Regions from separate parts of the Sus scrofa genome. Here region 1 is linked to region 2. Evidence: chromatin contacts called from public HiChIP or PLAC-seq data. All regions are on one chromosome and are shown on one strand. Each heading gives the region's core, a stretch centred on a gene start, on an enhancer-like site or on the middle of the called end of the contact. The rest is flanking DNA. Distances are from core to core; before and after follow the strand shown. Region 1 holds the start of PHC3 (polyhomeotic-like protein 3). Region 2 holds the start of ACTRT3 (actin-related protein T3).

The links. HiChIP or PLAC-seq counts read pairs in DNA pulled down with a chosen protein or histone mark.
Region 1: a contact with region 2 is called in an H3K27ac HiChIP or PLAC-seq map of alveolar macrophages. The contact joins the promoter of PHC3 here to the promoter of ACTRT3 in region 2. A contact is called at or near these places in 2 of 5 promoter capture datasets (fetal liver and liver) and 2 of 2 datasets of contacts at active chromatin or transcription factors (alveolar macrophages and skeletal muscle).

The regions. Positions count from the first base shown.
Region 1 is chr13:108,878,966-108,886,243 of Sscrofa11.1, forward strand. It overlaps PHC3 (polyhomeotic-like protein 3), which reads right to left and starts at 4,655. Exons shown (of 16, transcript XM_021069777.1): 1 at 4,560-4,655; 2 at 1,710-1,875. The coding sequence starts at 4,573.
Region 2 is chr13:108,432,711-108,439,638 of Sscrofa11.1, forward strand. ACTRT3 (actin-related protein T3) reads right to left here and starts at 1,656. Exons shown (of 2, transcript XM_003358668.4): 1 at 1-1,656. MYNN (myoneurin) reads left to right here and starts at 2,484. Exons shown (of 7, transcript XM_005669990.3): 1 at 2,484-3,147; 2 at 3,930-4,226. The coding sequence starts at 3,961. TRNAV-AAC (a tRNA gene) reads left to right here and starts at 710; the gene lies at 710-782.

The DNA.
Region 1 (7,278 bases), core at 3,405-5,904, 450 kb after region 2:
GTCTGTGTGGTCAGGTGAATCTATATATGTTCTTCTAATTCCATGATAAAATTCTAAAATCAAACTTAAAAAATAACCTATTTGGCACATATTTCTGTCATAATAATTTTTCCTATTGTCAGCATATTTCATTCAGTGGGAGAGAGACTCTTTAAATACAAGTTAAAGATACAGCACGTTGTTCTTATTTTGTTCCTCTAAGGGATCAAGGTGAGTGGATTCACAGGACTGAAAAAGAAAGCTGAAAGGTATTAAAGAACTACTTAAGCAGCTCCATAAATATTGATTTGATTACATTTTAAGGGAAGCAATTCTATGATCTCATAAGAATCAGAGTTAGTGTTATTTGTGAGCTATATCTATATCTACACTCTCCAGTAACACTTTTTTTTTTAACATGTCCAGCTTAAGTAAAAACTAGAGAACAAAATGGCATTTAAAATATCACATCATCTGTATGCTCAAGAATCTACATACTCCTCCCTATATCCTTTGCCTCAGAGAAAGGTGAAGAACACTAAAAACACACTCTTCATTCCAGTTTAAATTTTTGCTGAACTGACTGGGTCTCCAACAATTCTGATTCTAACTTCAGTAACTTCAGAATCCTAACCACGAAACAGCTAAATAGCCAATATGCTGGGATCTCCACTCTAGAAAAATGGATCATGGAGAGGACTACATCATAAACAGCTAAGTTTTTTTCAGGGTGGAAGGCAATTACGCAGATCTGAGAGAGAAAACAAGCATAATGGAAAAAATAAGAACTCAGAGTGGTTAAGGGCACAACTCTAAAGCCAGAGTACCAACTAGTTATGAGAGCTTAGGAAAGTTATTTAGCCAATTTAAAACATCAGTGTTCCCATCTGTTAAATGCAGATAATACTTACAAAACATTTATCAAATGCTTGGCACATAGCAATTGTTCAATAAATATTAGCAATTGCTAAGTATATATAATATGTCCCACATAATTCTAGATGCTTCCTTTCATTCTCATGACTAATTAGGTACATTGTCTCATCCTCGTTTTATACTTTCCTGAGGTTCAAGGAGATTATGCCTCTCACCCAAGGCTACACAGCTACTATTGATCAAGAAAATGGAATTCAAACAAAGAGCACATCAGATTACAATGCCCACGCCCTTTTTTACTCAATACCATATGCCTCAACCTCCGTTATTATAAAGGTTAACTGAGTAAACTCTATTTTCTCACCTAAGTGAAGAGCCTAAGACTTTTCTTAATTAAATAGTACCTTCCTCCTCTGCCCCTCCCTTTAAAGTTATTGAATGAATCTTCCTGCTTAGTTCTTAAGCCACTTGGGTTTAAAATGAACCTCTTACCATCTCTACAGAGCTGAACAGATCTCCCTAAGTCCATATTCTGGGTTCAAATATAAAATAACCCAGAAAAACCTAGAGCCATTCTACATGCTGGAGGTCTCAGCTGAGTGTCTTCATGTAAGAGCAGCATCTACAGACCTTCCAATTTATAATTTTCCTGACATAGTGTTTTATAAGCTACATGCTAACAAATGTAAGCTCACTCAATAGTGTGATTATCAAATAACCTTGTTGGTTATTTTAAACATTAATAATTTTAACTGTACTCATTTAGAGGGTATCATGTAACTCAGGTTCATGTGGCTTAAGTAAAAAGTATGACATCCTAAGTTTTAGCATACCCATCATGGTAACAGAAATACCTGCACAGCATGTCGGTCTGAGCCACTATAGACAGAAATCTGCGGTTGCTGCATTCGAGAAGAGGAAGTGGTGATGGTGGTGGTGGTGGTGCTACTGGTTGTTGTTGACACCGAAGATGTTCCAGAGTTTGGTTCACTATCCATAGCTGTGCTGTGGTCCTTAAATCTAGCAGATAACACAAAGGGTTTGTATTGGCAAAAGTGTTATCTTATTGTGTTTAAAGAATAATTATTCTAAGAAATATTAAGCAACAGTCTAAATTTCTAATAAGGCCTTCATAAAAAAAAGAGAGCACACAGTCACCATAAACACTTAGAAGGCAAAAACACTTCACAAATATATATATTTATCAGTCCATATCTATTAAATTTTAATTCATATGATTCAGGATATGTAACTGAGACAAAAAGCCTGACCTAAAGTTTAGCTTTTTATTGTTGAAGGAAGACAAATGTTTTAAAACCAAAGCAGGTGATGAGAGGATACTTAAACTACCTAGAAAAATTAAACCTTAAGCAATATCAGACTATCAAAATATCTTTGTATTCTTTTGACCATACTAATTACAAATTAAAGTTATTATCTATACATTAAAGTAGGATGCCTATGCACTTGTGCTAGTTTATCTTAATCAGCTTAGGTTTTAGTTACCATATATACTTTAAAAATAAGTTCTCTTAGCAAGTTCCCTTGTGGAACAGAGGGATTAAGGATCCAGTGTTGCCTCAGTTGTGCCACAGGGTGCAGCTGCAGCATGGGTTCAATTCCCCAGCCTGGGAACTTCCACATGTTGATGGCATGGCCAAAAAGGAAAATAAGTTCTCTTAGAAAATAAGTTTAAAAAATAATTTTTTAGTAGAAAATTGACACTGTAAACCAGCTATAAAGGAAAAAAAAATCATTATAAATCTGAAAAATAATAATTTTTCAATAACTCACACAGCTTTCCCCCTTATTCATCTACAAAACTGTCCTTACTAAATCTAACAACTCTGAATTATAATCTACTCTGACTGGATAAATATGAGAAGCAGCTGAAAACAATTTCCCCACCTTCTTAAAAAACTCTTTTTCACAAAAAAATTGCTTCAAATTTTGAAAGCAGCATAATTATGTCACTCTCCTCATGTATAGACAGTAAAGTGCAGTTTTGTACCATACTGATTCTTTTCCCTCCAACATTACGAACACATTTCACTGTTGTGGTACAAAATTCCACTAAATACAAAATCTGTATTTGAATAAATTCAAAAATTATATTTCAAATCAACTCTGAAGGCCTTAATACTGTCAGAAACTAGAATTACAGTACTTTTTGTAGTGTCAGAAATGCACCACAATGAGGAAAAGCACACTTGAGAATACAGTTTTATCTGCCTTGTGTTTTTCTTCTGAGAAACAAAATCTGACCCACCTCACATGAGCAGCATTGACTAAACTATATGAAGAACACTTTCCACTTTGTGAAAAGACAAAGGAATTTGGCGCTAATTGTGTACGCATGCATTATTCCCATATGGTGTTCTTTTATATACAAATTTTCTTTGTTCTTATATCATGTATATAAATAGTACTTATGTGCTCTTCCAGGAATCGAATGTTACAAAATCCTGATTTAATAAGAGGAAAAGTGAGGGGGGGGCAACTCTTCACTTACTAATTTTTTTTGATTAATAGATGACATATATCTTTACGCTTCTCTGACTTTTAAGGGGTTTTGGTAGTTTTTCAAATTGCCTTCCAATCATCAAATCACAGCATCGCATGGTTAACTATTCAACATCATACAGATAGGGTGGGAGATAAACTTTTTACCAAATTATTACCTGTAGTAACACTTCTGAACCACGAAGCAACGATATGCAAAAAGCCAGCTTAAATTCTCTTTACAGTACTATTCTGCTCAGCCACGTCCTCAACCCCAAACCTGAGGGTAAGCAGTTCTGTAACTAACCAAAAATGGTCACAGAGAATCCAAATTCTAGGCACAAGTCTAAATATCGGTGGGTATAACCGGCCAAACCACTGCACTTCATTTGGAGACCAGGCACAAAAGAGCAATTTTGGTAACTCCATCGTCTATGCATAGCATTGCCTGCAGAACACAAACGGCAGTTCTGCTGCACAAGCGGCCTACCCAGGAAACACTAAGTTTGAGTCGCTAACTAAGCATACCATCACACCACACAAGAATGTAGCCCTCTAGGGCGGCATCAACACTGCAGCCAGAGACCCGAGGGAAAGAAGAGCTTTCCTTCCAGAGTATTTTCAGGCTCGCCAGAACAGCAACAGCCCGCGCCTCCTTAAAGCCGGCGCTGGGACACCTCCTCCAAGCCTCCCGGGAGAAGGGTGGCGAACAGACCCAAGTCGCTGGTTCTCCCACTGAGGAGGAGCGGAGTGGCGCCGGGGCGGGAAGGAGGAGAGCGCGAAGGAGGCCTGGCAGTGCCCGCCCAGCCCTACCCAGCCTCCGCGGGCCCCCGGCGCGGGCAGCCGTAACAAGGCTGCCCGCGGGGCCCACTTGCAGAGATGACAGCGCTTGAGGAGCCCACCCGGGCTCATCTTCCGAAAGACCCTAACGGTTGGGGTCCGAGGGATAACCCACTGCTCAAGGCCCCGCAGATCCCGGACCAGACGGCGGAAGGGGTGCTCCCGCCTGAGGCAGCTGGACCCTTACAGTTCGCCTCCGTCCCCCTACAAGAGCGAAGCGCGCTCTTCCACGATAAAGAAGCTCTCACGTCCCCCTTTCTCCGCAGTGCCCGCGAAAAGGCCCTGAGCTTTCCCCTTGGGGGATGTGTCGCTGCCCCCACTCGCCCCCCGGTTACGACATCAGTCACCAGCAAGTCACTCACTCCGCTTCCGCCATCTTCTCTCCTCCATCACTAACACAAGCTGCGCATGCGCCCCCCTGGCGGCCGCGGCGGCGGCGGCAGCGGAGGGCGAAAGGGCGGGGTCAGCTCAGCCTCTGGCCCCCGAAGTCACGTGGAGTCCTCGTCTTCCAATTACCCCCTCCCAAGTCAACCCTTGCCAGCTCTGGGAATTGACCAGGTTTCCCCAATTTAGATACCGGTGTTTCACCTACAAACACTCGCTTTCTCTTGCCCAGGGTCTTTCTCCTTTTGAAGAGGAATCTGTAACCAGGTTATGAAAAGTTCTGATTAGACGGTTAAATTAAAAATTTTAAGGACATCTAAAATATACCAAAGCATAGGCAAACTGCAAAGAGGTGAGGTGGAAGAGAATAATAAGCCGATGATTGGATGCGAAGCCTTGAACTCAGTGTTCCTGACCCCCGTGAGGTGGCCAGTTAAGGAATCATCCTGACTACCATGTGAATATCATTCATATCTTTGACATGAATTTAGTGGGCGCTTAGTGGGCATTACAAGCTTCCATACTGCAGGCAACAAGCAGAAATGTCCACCAGTGTGCTAATGTAGTTTATTACACTCTGCATAGATGGCAATTACTCTGAGGCAGGATGAGACAAACATGTAAAGATAAGTGAAACAAGTCCGTGTCTTCCAACAAGTCTTAATCTGTAGAGTTAAGTGGGTTTTATAGAGCTATCCTCACAATCCAAATGTTCTGAAACATACCCATTAAGTGCTTTGGAAAACTTAAGTTTAAGGAATGATAAATCTTTACTGTCCTTCACCAAAAAAAGCATACCAATCACAAGGAATGTTTTGGTTTTTTGTTTGTGTGTTTTGTTTTGTTTTCCCTTTTTACAGCTGCGCCTGGAAGTTCCCAGGCTAGGGGTCAAATCAGAACTTCAGCTGAGGCCTATGCCTCAGCCATGGCTACACTGGATCCAACCTGCATCTGCCATCTTGTGGCAAGGCTGGATCCTTAACCCAGTGGGTGAGGCCAGGGATGGAATCTGCATCCTTGCAAAGACAACATCAGGTCCTTAGCCCATTGAGCCACAATGGGGATTCCATTAGCAATGTCTTCTTTTTGCATTTATTAAGATGGTGGAGTTGAATTTCAAGAACTGAATAATGAATTCATGATACAAATTCATTTTAAAATGTAGTACAATCTACTAAAAAGTATACTTAATCTTGGAAATCCACAATATACTTAGGGAAGGGAAAAGACCACTTCCTTTATGAGCTATATTGTCCCTTTACCACTTTTCACCATTTGATGACATTGTTCCTTTACCTTATTTTCCTATCTGAAAGCAAAGCCCTTCCTACTACTCCTAAGAGAACGCACTGAGAAAGTCTCCTTGAAAAGTCTCTATAGATGCTTTTTTTTTTTAATTTTGTCTTTTTGCCTTTTCTAGGGCTGCTCCCGTGGCATATGGCTAGGGGTCTAATCAGAGCTGTGGCCGCCGGCCTACAACAGAGCCACAGCAATGCTAGATCCAAGCCACGTCTGCAACCTACACCACAGCTCATGGCAATGCCAGATCCTTAACCCACTGAGCAAGACCAGGGATCGAACCCAAAACCTCGTGGTTCCTAGTCAGATTCATTAACCACTGAGCCACGATGGGAATTCCTAGATGTTTAAAGATAAAATACTACTTTTTCTTCTTTTCTGACTTGCTCATGATGCCATTGTCATTCAACTCTCAAGAATCAACTGTCTATTGGTATTGCTAAAATTTTTGTTTAGTAAAACAAAATTGAAGAAAGCAGTCTTAGACCTAAATGTGAAAAATGCATAATTCAAGGGAATGTTTAGAATAAATGAGCCAAAATATTCCTTTTCATCCCTCTTTCCTTTCAACGTCTAAGGCCTATATCTCTATTGTCATCACATGCAGACTGGCTTTCAAAGTCAGAACATATATTGGGTAAAGTCAGATCAGTACTGCTTTTCAGAAAGATTTCAAAACCCAATATAACAACCAGCATTTGTATAGCCTTTTCCTAAAAGCAGAGGATTTCCACAAACTCATTTGATCTTCGCAACAAAACTAGTTATCATTCTCATTTAGCGCGGAAGTATAGTGAGGCTCAAGGTGATTAGATGCCTATGGTGACTTTGCTAAAATGTACCAAAAATGGGTTCTAACTTAATCTTTCCATGACCAAAGCCAAATTTTCTTCACTGCTCATTCAGCAAGCCACTGTGTGAAGTGTTAGAGGGGACAAAATATGATGAAATATGACCACTTTCAAGAAATGTATCATGGGGAGTTCCCGTCATGGTGCAGCTTAAACAAATCTGACTAGGAACCATGAGGTTGCAGGTTCGATCCCTGGCCTATTTCAGTGGGTTAAGGATCCAGCATTGCCTAGAGCTGTGGTATAGTTCAAAGATGCAGCTCAGATCCTGCGTTGCTGTGGCTGTGTCATAGGCCAGCAGCTGTAGCTCTGATTTGACCCCTAGCCTGGGGTGCAGCCCTAAAAAAAAAAAAGAAATGTATCATCACTTATCTGATGAAACAGGGGAAGGTGTTTTGCTTCTTTATGATTCCCTCTGGAAAAGATTTATGTCATGCTAACAGGTTGACCTTCTTTCTAGATTTTCCAGGAAATGTTTATTTGTAGAAGTGCTAGCATCCTGTTTGATTTTAGAAAAATCCCTCTAGCAAGGATGGATTGGAGGAAA
Region 2 (6,928 bases), core at 406-2,905:
CGTTATCCCCCCACCCCCTGCAGTGTAATATGGAAGCTCATTTCTGGTTCCCTAAAAGTTCTTGATTTTTAGGCAGAAGAATGTGTCTGCTTCTTCACGGGGAAAACGATATTCAGTACGTCATATGAAGTTCGGACTTAGAAAAATTTATGTTCATTGTGCGCCAAAGTGCATCTTGGTGTCTGATTATTATTTTTTTTTAACCCCCTCAATTTTACACACCATGTAGAAGATTTTAAAGCAAGTACCTAAGCAGGAGAGAAGATTCAAAAGCTAATGACACATCCCTTCACCAGAGGCTGAACCGGTTACTTTCTCGCTAGCTAAATGACTGCTAAGGAGGTTGGTGCGCGAGTTCGCGTGCTGCGGGTCCTTCTTAGCCGGCCAAAGCCCTAAAACTCATCCGGGACTCTCAGCAGCTAAACGAGGAGAAAAGAAACTAATACAACACTTCTTTTCCGTGGAGGGAATTAAACCCAAAAGAAAGGCACATAACGCGTGCCGGGTTTCTAACTACCTTTGAAAAAAGCATATGCAAATTCTAACTTTTGAAATAGTGGTACTATTTAATTGGATCTATGCTTATTTTCCTTTTTTTGTTCGTTTGTTTTGTTGATCTGTTTAAAATTCCTTTATCTACTTTGAAGTGCTCAAGCTGCATGTTACAATAGCGATATCAACAAACTTCAGAGAGCTTGTTACTAGGAAGGTTTCCGTAGTGTAGTGGTTATCACGTTCGCCTAACACGCGAAAGGTCCCCGGTTCGAAACCGGGCGGAAACAGTGCCTTTGTTTCTTTTCCTCCCTCTTTGTTTTATGAAATTATGTTCTTCAAAAACATAATCTTGATAGAAACTTGCAGTAAAACATAATCTTGATAGAAACTTGCAGTATCTTGGAAATTTCAAATTGCTTGTTTTATTTAAATACATCTCACAACCTAATACTGAAAAAATAATGTAATGTACAGCCTGGTAACATTACCGGGCAGGGCCCTTTGGGGCTCCTGGGCACAAAAGCCTTTCTCTGTCCCCATTTCTTTTTAGGAAATAGGCCTCATTCAGCCTCCTTGACCTCCCTTGAGTGCCAAAGGGCAGGTAGTAGGAAGGAAAGATTACAGAAAACCAGATATCTAAAGTTGGGAAATTTAGCGCTTTTCTATGAAAGAATGCAAATGTCTAGGCTCACTGAAATCATCCTTTGATGTGCATCTCCACCAGTGTTCTGTGTTTTCACAGCCTGAGTTTCAAGGAGGGCAGGGTGGGGGGGCTCGCTCTCGGGAGTGGTTGCTAGATGGCAGGTATTCTTTGTTTCCTTCCTGAGTTCCCACAGGGCTCCGAGGTTCAGCCTCCGAGGTGGCTGCATTCCCGGTTGATTTGTGCCATCCTTTGTTTTGTGGACTTAACTATCAGTGTATGTGATAAAGAACTAAAAGACCCTAGCAAATGGAAGATGTTAACTACCTGATGAAGGATTGTTCATTCTGGAAAGAAGGACCACTAGAACCAGTCCTGGGGTCACAAAAACACCAACTTTGAAAAACAATGCAAGCCAGCATTTTCCCTGATCCTTATCTGTGGCCCTATTTTTCTACTTCCAAATTATAAAACCACTTCCTATTCTCTCCCAAAGGGGGGCACAGTCTTTAGGGCATTAGTCTGCTATAGCCCTCCTTTGCCTGGCAAAGCAATAAAGCTGTTACTTTTCTCCTTCACCCAAAACTCTTGTCTCCCTGTTTCTATTCAGCACTGGTGGACAGAGAGGTCCAGTTTCCACAACAAGGTAATCAAACACAGCACAAAAACTGGAGCCCTGGAGCCCTTGAGGACTCTGTATTACAAGTCATTTGGTTTTCCACTTGAGATTACAGATTTATCTAAACCCGAGACCATGTTTTATACTTCTAAATACTCAATATCTGTTCAACACATAGCAGAGGCTCATAAATATCTGAGTGAATTAATTACCAAAAAGGATTCTGACAAAACTAAAAGTGCAATCAGAAAGAAAATTATACTTATAAACATAAAATCAAGAAAGAACCAGCCTCTTTTTTTCCTAACGGTTGTGGTTTTATTCAAAAATATGATTCATACTGAGGAAAACTTAGAGACCAAACGGAATCTGTTTTTTTAAAAAAATCTCAGGAGAGAAGAAAAGAAACTCAAGTTGACACTGTCCTGAAAAATAAAGTCGCGAGTAAACTTCCTACGATCCTCATATAACTTTTAACAAGAAAAAAATGTTGAAGTTTTGGTTTTCTTAGATTTATAATGTCCAAGCGTGGTATAATTCACCCTAACATATCAGCATGACTTATCTTACTGTTTCTGTCTTTTCATTTTATGCAGATAAGCGGCACCCCTTTCCCTCACTGTACAAAATCTGAATACAACGTAAATCATTGTATTAAAGTTTTTCTAGTCCAGACGCAGAACATTTTCCGGTATAAAGCCCACCTTTCCCCACGCGCATGCCCAGTATGCCCTACTGCTTTGCACCGCTTTCGTGCATCCCAGGCTTCCAACACCAGGTAAGGGTATCCTGCAAACTGGATTCCGGTTGGCTGATGCAAACAAGAGCTTTTGGGTAGGTAAACTAAAAAGGAGTGATCAGTCTCAGCTCAAAAATTCCCATGGTCGAGAGCCCAAGTATATAAAGCAGCTGTTCCCACCGGTGGGGCCTCAAGAAAGGTGAGGCTGATGGGAGAAGTCGAGCAACTAACTACAAGCCCCAGCATGCAATGCACAATTTGGCTCCCGGAAAGAGGCGCGCTGTGCAGCGGAAAGCAGCCTTGGCCGGCAACACGAGTCGTGCGCGAGATGCTGACGGTCAGCCAACCAGAATGCTCAGAATGAGGAAGAGAGGCGGGGCGCTGTGAGCGTCCCCTTAGATCTCGTATCTATGACTCTCCAGTTTCCGGGTCTCCTGGCCCGCTAGGGAGGGGGTTCTCTGTGCGCCAGCCTCTTCCAGGCGGGTGTTAGATCTCCACGGTCCTAAGAGCCTACGCTGTTGCCACGGATCTCCCAGAGCCGGATGTGACGTCGCCTTGGAGTAGGAAGGGAGAGGCGGAGCGTAGCCCAGTGACGTCCTTCCAATATGGCGGAGTGAGAGTGAAGAAACAGTGTTTCCCCTTGGGTTGCTATAGGTGAGTTCTGTCTTTGCCCCCAGCCCGCCATCCCAGCTCCCTCCAGATCCTGGGTCACTAGAGGGCAGGTTCCTTGGAGCGCGAGCTGTTGTCGGAGCCAAGTGTTAACGTTGAAAGCTCGGGCGAGGCAGTCCTGGTGTTGGCCTTGGCCACAACCTCTGCTGTGGGAATTCGCGGGAGTGGGAGCTGGGCGAAGGGCAGGGAGGCAGAAACCAGGAGAGATCGGCTTTGGTTGTCACCCTATGATACCACCTCGAGTGGGGAAGGAAGGGGTGTGGCTTCCTCGGGGTGAGTGACCTAACCTTTGACAACTCTTGGCCCTGCCCCCTCGGCACCCGTCTAGCGTTTTGAAGCCACTATGTAACAGGTTTCATTGGGGAGCAGTTTTCAAGACCTCGTACCGTGTCCTTACTCAGTTTGCCCCAACGATCATTCTTTTAGTGGTTGATTTTTTCTCCCAAATATATGTTTGCCTACTGAGCTTGAAAGTGAAAGTTCAGCTGATCCAAAAGCGTGGAATTTTGCAGTGCTTTTTTTTTTCCTTTTTTTCCCCGCTTTGTGGAAATATTTTCTCGCGTCGCCATTTATTACCGCGTCCAAAGGATTGTGTTAGTTGACCAAGATGAAATAAAAGCTAGGAAGGCATTTGTCCCTTCGGCATTTTTTAACCATATCTGTGAATTTTCTGGGGACGTAAAATGAGAACAGACTTTATTCTTGTTGCGTGAAAAGTTTGATGACAGCTTAGGTTTACTAATTTACTATTTATTTTTGTTTTTTAGAACAAGGGTAAAATTCGTTTGTGATATCAAAATGCAGTATTCGCACCACTGTGAGCACCTTTTAGAGAGACTGAACAAACAACGGGAAGCTGGTTTTCTTTGTGACTGCACCATAGTGATTGGGGAATTCCAGTTTAAAGCTCATAGGAATGTGCTTGCCTCCTTTAGTGAGTATTTTGGTGCGATCTACAGAAGCACTTCTGAGAACAATGTCTTTCTTGATCAGAGTCAGGTGAAGGCTGATGGATTTCAGAAACTGTTGGAGTTTATATACACAGGAACTTTAAATCTTGACAGGTAAAGTACACATTTTATTTCCACTTATAAAAGCTGGTCAATAGTCTTTAGAGCTAAACCATTTTGGTATTTTTTCCATACAGTCATTGAACTCTTCAAATATTGATATGTACAGTGTTGTTTTTAATGAATCAGTGTCACTGATTTGGGATAAACAGACTATGTTTTGTAAGCACAAAAAAATACAGATGTTAATGTAGTTAACGCATTGTTTCTGACACATTTGATTTATCTGCTGAAATAAAGCTTGTGATTTCAGTTATGTAAACTTAAAATATGATAAATATTAATTCCAATTTCCCCTAGCTTTTTATCTTTATGATTCTCTGGTCTTCTCTCTCACTCTCTGTCCCCTTCGTCTTAAGGTCTTTGGGGTGAGAAGGTGTAAGTGGAAAAGAGATCCTCCGTTTATTTAATAGTGCTCCCATTTCCAGCCATAAATAGCAACATGCAGGACTTCTTCCTGATCTTGATTCAGGAAAATAATTCCATTGGCATGTTAATGGCAATGACTCTTGTTATTTCTGTACAGCTATCAGTACTAATGTTTAAGTCAGGTCCAAGAGGCTAGAATGCTTAGCTAAGATGCTTAAAACAGTTGTTGCACTGACAAGAAGTAGATTCTGAGGAATTGGATAATGCAGGCACTTTGTGTCTTACATGCATGATGGACTATATAATGAGATTAATATCAATACATTTACTGCTTATTGGGGGAAAGGTGGTGGGGATAAAAGGAAAGAGAAACCAAATTACTCTTGTCTTTTCTCCAGCTTTTATGCAAGTGTAAACTTGAGTAGATCATCATCTTGACATCGAAAGATTATGTGCTTTAGAATTAGAGCTTGCCTTTCAGTTGCTATCTCTGAGCAATCTAATTGCAGCCTCTCTAAGCCTTGGTTTCAGCATCTGTAAAAATGAGATGGTAATAACTACATTGATTGTTACTGTGAAGATTTAGGGTTTACTTAAAGGCCTACCTCCTTTAAGGCCTTAAACTACTGTTTCTTAGTTTCCATCCTTTCTTTCCTCTTCTCTGTCCTACTCTTCAAGCTCTTTAATTCCACATTTCTTAGAGAAAAGTGAGGGGAAAAAACAAAAAAAGGGACACCCAAAATTCTGCTACCCACTGAGTGTTAACCACTCTGAACACATTGATATTCTTTCATTCTTTTCCAGATATATACATGTACATATTAAGGAAAACCCTTCTCTCTCTCTTAACATTGCAGCTTATCTCGGAAATATGTTTCTTTAAAAAACTGGATTCAGGCTGTTCTGAAATCCTCCTGAAAAGGAAATATTCATGCTGTTTGGAATTACTTTTAAATTTTAGTGTAATGAAATTTTGGAGTCAGTTCTGCATAAGTTAAAGAAACAAAGCAACATCGTAGATTAATGTCACATGATGTTATTTAAGTTTATTGAATATTTGGCTATACAAATACCTCTTATCTAAAAATTTAGAATAAGTAATAAAAAATCACAAAATCTGTAAATTTTGGTTGGTCTTCAATTTAGTGGTTTCCCTTTCTCAGTTAACTTTGCCAGAAAAATCTTGAATTATTTGAACTTTCATGCAAAGAACCAATGTGAAGAAGAGCCAGATGTTTTGCTTAGTCTTTTTTGATAACATGTCTTTCTTGGGATGCTGGGGAGCTAATTGTTTGAGCCCAGCTGCAAATGTAAGAGAAGATGTATACCAAAAATAGAAAGTCTGTATAACTTAGTGAATAAGAAAAAAGAATAGTAGAGAATTTAGTGGACTCAGGAGCCAAATCACCTTGATCAAATCTTAGTTCTAACACTGTCTGATCTTGGACAAGTTACTTAATTTCTTGGGCCCACTGAAACTTCATTTATATGTAAAGTGGGGATTATATAGATTTCATGGTCATGTCCTGAGGATAACATGAACTACTTATACAAAGCATTTAGCCATAAGCCTGGCAATATATAATTAAATGACTTTCAGTGACTGTTCAAAAAGTGAAAGCAAGTGTGCAAGCACTGTAACTTAGTGCTCGTAAAAAGGAGATCAATTATGGACGTAAGTGCTTACTGAATCTCTTCACTGTGACTGAGATTATACGCTATCTATGAAATAGATAAATAATTTGTATGAATCACTGTTTCACTACTGAACAGTTTGTGAATCAGGACTAGTTTGTATTGATTTTAAAGGCCGTCTCACCTTGTTTGTGGTTCATTTTATGGAGCACTGAGCAAATTATAATAAGTGATAGAATTAATTTGGGTTTTATTCTAATAATGCTCCTCATTTATTGTAATTTAATAATAGACTGTAACAAAATCAATAAAAATGCTTAAGATATATAATGTTTTTAGGAAGCGACAGTGCTATCTATATACATGCAAAAAAATATGAAAGATGAATAAGATTTTATTTATGTTTGGGGTATTCATGCTATATCTTTGCAGATAGTTAACTTGATTACAAAGATTATTTGTAATTTGCTCCAAAATTACAGCCAAAGGCCATGAAAAGAGGAAAGAGGGTTGTTTTTTTTTTTTTTTTTTTCATTTTTTAAAGTTTTATTCAAGTATAGTTGATTTACAATGTTGTGACAGAAAAGAGTATTTTAAGTAATGTTTTCCTAGCTAAGGGAGTCAATTTGCAAACATTACTTTCTGAAAGTGTATTTGTATTAGGAGCTTGAGGTGGATTTTCCCAGATAACA